Linked DNA regions of Gossypium arboreum: region 2 is linked to region 1. The links are chromatin contacts, called in public Hi-C maps. All regions are on one chromosome and are shown on one strand. The core of a region is the stretch at or near the end of the contact, and the rest is flanking DNA. Distances in the headings are between cores, read along the strand shown. Region 1 has its middle 4.1 kb from the start of LOC108459662. Region 2 has its middle 4.0 kb from the start of LOC128292202.

What was found. A called contact is a pair of places that touch in the nucleus more often than the background predicts.
Region 2: a contact with region 1 is called in a Hi-C map of leaf, with 2.2 times the contacts expected there. The contact joins two enhancer-like sites. A contact is called at or near these places in 2 of 5 Hi-C or Micro-C datasets (both in leaf).

What each region holds. Positions count from the first base shown.
Region 1 is chr4:15,707,219-15,710,129 of ASM2569848v2, forward strand. No RefSeq gene overlaps it. Among protein-coding and RNA genes, the nearest start is that of LOC108459662, 4.1 kb to the left of the region's middle. Within about 2 kb of position 1,498, at least 2 of the 2 cell types and tissues checked have an H3K27ac peak or open chromatin away from gene starts, as enhancers often do. A contact at or near this core is called in leaf, where this site is marked.
Region 2 is chr4:15,997,945-16,000,855 of ASM2569848v2, forward strand. No RefSeq gene overlaps it. Among protein-coding and RNA genes, the nearest start is that of LOC128292202, 4.0 kb to the right of the region's middle. Within about 2 kb of position 1,462, at least 1 of the 2 cell types and tissues checked has an H3K27ac peak or open chromatin away from gene starts, as enhancers often do. A contact at or near this core is called in leaf, where this site is marked.

The DNA.
Region 1 (2,911 bases), core at 248-2,747:
GGTGAAGACAACAAATAAGATATTAGAAATATTACGAATTATTAAAAGTCAACAACTAAACACTACATAAGTCTTGAAATTAATAAATATATTTCAGTTAATTAGTTAATTGGATTAATTACTGGATTTGAACCAAATTAACCGATAATTAAATTTTTAAAAATCATTAACCAGCTTGACCGATTAATTAGATTTTAACCTAACTGTGAATGTTTTTGGCAGTATTCTTTTGGCCAAGTATTCATAACTATTAATGGTTTGTTTAAGTTAGGGGCGACACCACCTCCTAAACAGGAAATTTTATTTTTAATCCTTTAAATTTTTAAAATTGTACATAATAAAATTTTACTTTTAACTTCTAAAAATAATAAAATTATAATTTAATCCTTTAAAAATTATAAAATATAAATCATTAAAATAATAAAATTATACTTTAACTCTTATAAAAATATACAACTTAATTTCAGTCTTTCCATAAAAATTTCCTACCTTCGTTAGTTCAAGTGGAGTTTGACTAAGGTGCTAAAAGACACAATAATATTAATTTTATAGTTTTATAATTAAAATTATAATAAAATAAGAAAATATTTGATACACTACTACAAGTAGAGTCAAGAAGTTAACAAGTATTTTATAGAGTATAATAAAATATTAAAATATAAGTATTAAAAACACAACAATTTTCTAAGATTATTTGTAAAATAAAAATATATACCGATAATATACCAGATACTAACTTATAAAATAATTTTGTTTTTGAAGAATCAACTGGGCTTTTATAAAAGACTAAATCAGAAATACATAAAAAAACAGTCAGCCATATTAATGGACTGAAACCCAAAAGAAAAACAACAAATAAACTTGAAAAAACTAAAGAATCAGGCCTAACCGATCAGGAAGGCCCCCTAAACAAAACAAAATTCAAATAAATAATAAAAAAAAGGAAACCTAATTAAATGCCCCGTCAATCACCACAGTTGGATGCCATTTTCTCTTGTCTTTTCATGTCACCATTTCAGCTTTTATGATAACAGTTCCCAAACATATCTTTACTCTTCTGCTATCAATTTCTTTGAAAACCTCTCTCATCTCTTTCATCTTGACTCTTCGGTTCTCAACCTGGCTGCCTTAGTAACGATGAGCATGGTCCGGATCCTCCCCCTGCAGGTAATATCCTATTCCTCTCTTCAAGGCTTCTTTGGCAAGGAAATAGGCACAATCATTTTCTGATCTAGGGATAAAATGAAACTCGATATTCTGAAAATAAACCTTTTTGCTTTGACTGTCTCTGATGAACGCTCCTATAGTCAATTTGTCCGGATCTTTTGATTGGCATTTTTTATCACTGTTTTAGAGTCCCCCACTATTTGTAAACTGTTAAAACCCATTGAAATGGCTAACTGAATCGCTTGTAACCCGGCATCTGTTTTCGCTGCTAGCGGTGTCGGTATATCGGAGTGGATAACCGTTTTGGATACCAAGATCACACCCCTTTCATCACGGACAGCCAGACCCGAAGCAGATCTGGAGGATCCCTTGTCAAAAGCCGCATCAAATAAGACAGTTACCCTCGTGCTTCTTGCCGTGTATTCATGACCTTTATCAACATTTAAGCTAAATTTTTTCTGTTCCACTCCATGCAACTCCGAAATGTAGCTGATGACTTGATTTGAGATATCTCTGCTTGTAGAGTTCTTTCTTTCGTAAACTAGCTGATTTCTGCATGTCCAGATTGACCATAGTACGTAACAGAAGAGTCGACATTGCTCAATATTTCCTCGTCTAAAAACCCAGGTGAGCCACTCCCATATACTGTTAAGATCATAATGACATACCCAGGCGAGATTTAAATTTGACCACACATCTATTGCTGTAGGACAGTGCCGGAAGATATGGTTGCTATCTTCCTCAGGGTTATGACATTTGGGACAGATAGCTGCTACGACCACTTTTTTATTCTTGAGATTTGATAGAGTAGGAATATAGTTCCATGAAATTCTCCAGTTTGTAATTTTAATTTTCGGAGGGAGATGTAAATTCCATAATTTCCTGTAGAAATCTCTAGTCTCAGTTTGTAAATAATTATTACTAGGACCCGAATTAGCCTCTTGTAATAGTTTATAGGCACTTCTAACTGAGAATTCGCCTGATGATTCCCCCCGGCACACACTTGAAAGTCTTCATAAGTTGTCTCTGCCAGAGGGATCTACAATATTTTTCTTTGCAACGTCTGCATTAAAAGTACTAATGATTAAATCTGTATTCCAAGTTCTGCTAGCTGGATCAATCAAATCTGATACTGTCTTAATATTTTCATTACTAGTCCCATTCTGTAATCTGTCTATTTTAGCTCCCAATATCCATAAGTCACCCCAAACGGAAATACGTTCCCTCGTGTCAACCCTCCAACATAGTCCTTTATCCAAATCCCTTTTGCTGCCCAGACACTCTTCTAGGTAAGCGAAGGTAAATTTCCTAATTGCGCATTGGAGAAATCTATATTTGGATAATACTTTGCTTTTAAAACACGATTAAGCAAAGAATTGTGAAAATTAATAAGACGCTACCCTTGTTTGGTTTCAAAGAGCATAAACCATTCCAAGTACACCAATGAATGCCTCTTTTATCTCGAATTTTCTGCCACCAGAATTTTGCAAAAATGCCTTCTATTTCAGCACATAGAGATTTAAGGAGTAAGAAACATGCTATACTATAGGTTGGAATGGCTTGTAGAATGGCCATTATAAATACCACTTTTCTGCCTTGAGATCGATGTTTAACACTCCAGCAATCAATTCGTTGTTTAATTCTGTCTCTCAAATTTTGAAATGCCAACTTCTTTCTTCTGCCCACCTTATTAGGAAGACCAAGATATCTTTCTGGGACATTCGAACTTCGTACTCCAAGAATC
Region 2 (2,911 bases), core at 212-2,711, 290 kb after region 1:
TGACCTTATGCACAATTACTAGGATCTGCAATTTTATCATAATTTAGTTAACATAAAAATGTTTAAAATAAAAGGATGACATGCATACTAGAGTAGTTAACATAAAAATATTTAAAATAAAAGGATGACATGCATACTAGAGTTAACATATTATGCAAAAATTATATTTTGAGCAAAAATTTGCTTAAGCACACCTTTATCAAAGAATCAATTTTCGAAAAGTATCAAAATATAATTTCTCAAAAAAATATAAAAAAATTTAAAATATCAAAGAAATTATAGCATGGTCTCCCTACTAAATAGAAACAATGTCCTTAGTGCCTAAAAGTATATAGCAGAAGAGACAAAATCAAAAAAATGAATGTGAGCTATGCACCAGGTAGGCTCCTAGGAAAGGAAGGTGAGTCTCATTCGACTGCTTAAATACCCAGTCTTTCCTTGCCAGGGCTTATCCTAGACATGCACATTCACATTACAATACTTCTCATTTTTTAAAAGAATAATTTACAAATTAACTCAATTTTATTCATAATTGCAACTTAAAAAAATTATTACACAGAAAAACTTAAAGGAATAGGACAAAAAAAAAAAAAAATCCCCCCAATTAGTTGTTCACTCTATCAAACTCTGTCCCTTCATCCATGTTATCAACTAATATGAATCCGATTACGAGTTTAGAATTTGACCCATGATTTGATATGCCTATTCGTCTAAATAGGTACTTTCTCGGAAAAAAAAGGGAAGTTAAGCTTAGAACTTGAAATGTATTTAGGGTATTGGAAGAACGGAATGAATAAAAATTGATAAAACGAAACTTGATCCAAAAATGAACCAGCACTATAAAACAGTGTGACTTGATTTCTACAAAGCAAAGTTAAGTCTTAACAAGTTAGTTGCTTTAAGAAAGATCGCTACCCATTATCTATATTGAGATAGGAACCAACGATATAGGATGATCGTTACACTTCAAAAAGAGTTGAGAAGGGAAGCGATAGGATCTATTAATCAACACCGCATGAAGGTAAGTTCATGATAAGTTTGATTTTATTTCTAAAAAGAAGAAAGAGTTTAAACTCAGTTTGAGTTTCAAAGTTGATTGATTGGTTTATTCACTCTTCCAAAGTGACCTAGACCGAATATTTATAGGACTTGAAAAATGCCTCTTCAAAACCGGCCATATATGTATCCCTTAGGTACAAAGTATTTTCACATTACATGAACCCACATTTAATGCTTGGAAATTCAGCATTCATTCCCCCTTGTGTCGTCCATGCATCCTTAGCCCTTAAGCAATGTTTGTTCATATTTAAGCATTTAATTAGCAGGAAAAATCCATGCACATGCATCCAAATTGAATGGTCCCTTCATGCACTCCTTAATGGCCGAATATCCATGCATGGAAATAGGAGATGGATTGGCTTAAGCTACTGGTTCATGAACATTTCCTCTCATACATTCATCTCCACTTGACCATTAAAATGCCTTCATGAATCAGCCTTTAAGTGACCGAAAACTCCATGCATCTTCATGTAGTTGAATGGCCCTTGGATCATCACTTGAATGGTTACATTTGTTCCCCAAACTAGCCGCCCATTGCTGTTCCTTTCGAGCACAATAAACAACATTTACGACACTTTAAATATGATAATAAAGTTGCAATAAAATTGGGCAAATTTAATAGCTAAATTAGAACATATTTAAAATGCAATTAAAGTGAATAAATAAACTAACAACTAATTTAACTAAAAACCACCAAAATTAAAGTTTAGCAATCATGAGCTGAGGGAAATTAAATAAATGAAAAACTAGTTGTGGGAAAGCAACCAAACAATCTTGTTAGACTTAATTCATCACGTGCAACAAGTTGCACGAACCTGGATCCTTAACTGGAGCCGAATAGTTGCTGAGCGGATTGGGTTCAGCCAATAGATGTTGAATTAGGCCTATGAATGACTCCTTCATTATCTTGGCCCTAGCTCGCGTAGGCATCACGAATCATTCTTTGTTCTGACAATTCTTCTAGATTCGACCCAAATGTTTCGGGATTGGGCTTCTTGAGGTTGGGCCTATAAGTTGTATACGAGATCACGTCATCAACATCCTACCTAGGTGTAGCAAAATCCTCAAGTTCGATTCTGCGGGTCGGGTTCCAGGGCTAGAAGATGAAATATTTTCCTTTTGAGTCAGAAATTCTCTCTGACAGTAACGAGTACCTTGCCTCAAAAGCGTCCATTTAGCTCCAAGAACTGTGACTACTTTCAAAACATCTTGAATTTTTTTCGCATTAACATCTTCACATAGGGTCGAGTAATCATCGTTCTCAATATCAGGCAAATCAAACAAGCCATTGATGACTAATGTTGTTAGAAACAATTCCCTTTCTCGAATCTGCAATATTGTTACTGTAGACAGATTAAAATGAGACTAAAATTCTTGAACAATACCTTCATCCGAAAGATTTTAGACATCAAAAAATACTTTCCATCCCCGTTCATTAACGACCTCCTGAATGAATGCCGGCGCATCGGCATCGTTATTACCAGTAAGCTGGAAACCCTTATCCAGGAGCATCGGTTTTTCTTAAAGATCGTAATATATCGTGCTCTTGCACCCAGAGCAGAACAAGGGTTGGATTTCATCAGTCTGAATATTCACTCTTTTCCATTTCCGAGACATAATACTCTTGTTTATGTGCAAGGAGATCTGGTCGCTTAGCCGCTTAGGGTGGTTGTCGTTTATTTCTGATACAAAGAGCTGCTACTACTGGCTATGTGACTAGGTCGTGGCAAGGGAGTGGAGCGGATGGATGCTACAATTGGTTTTATGGTGCTTGCGGATGGTGGAAAAAGAGTTGTTGTTTGGTGATGGTGTCACAAGATGGTGGTACGCGACGGTGACGGGGTAAGGGAGG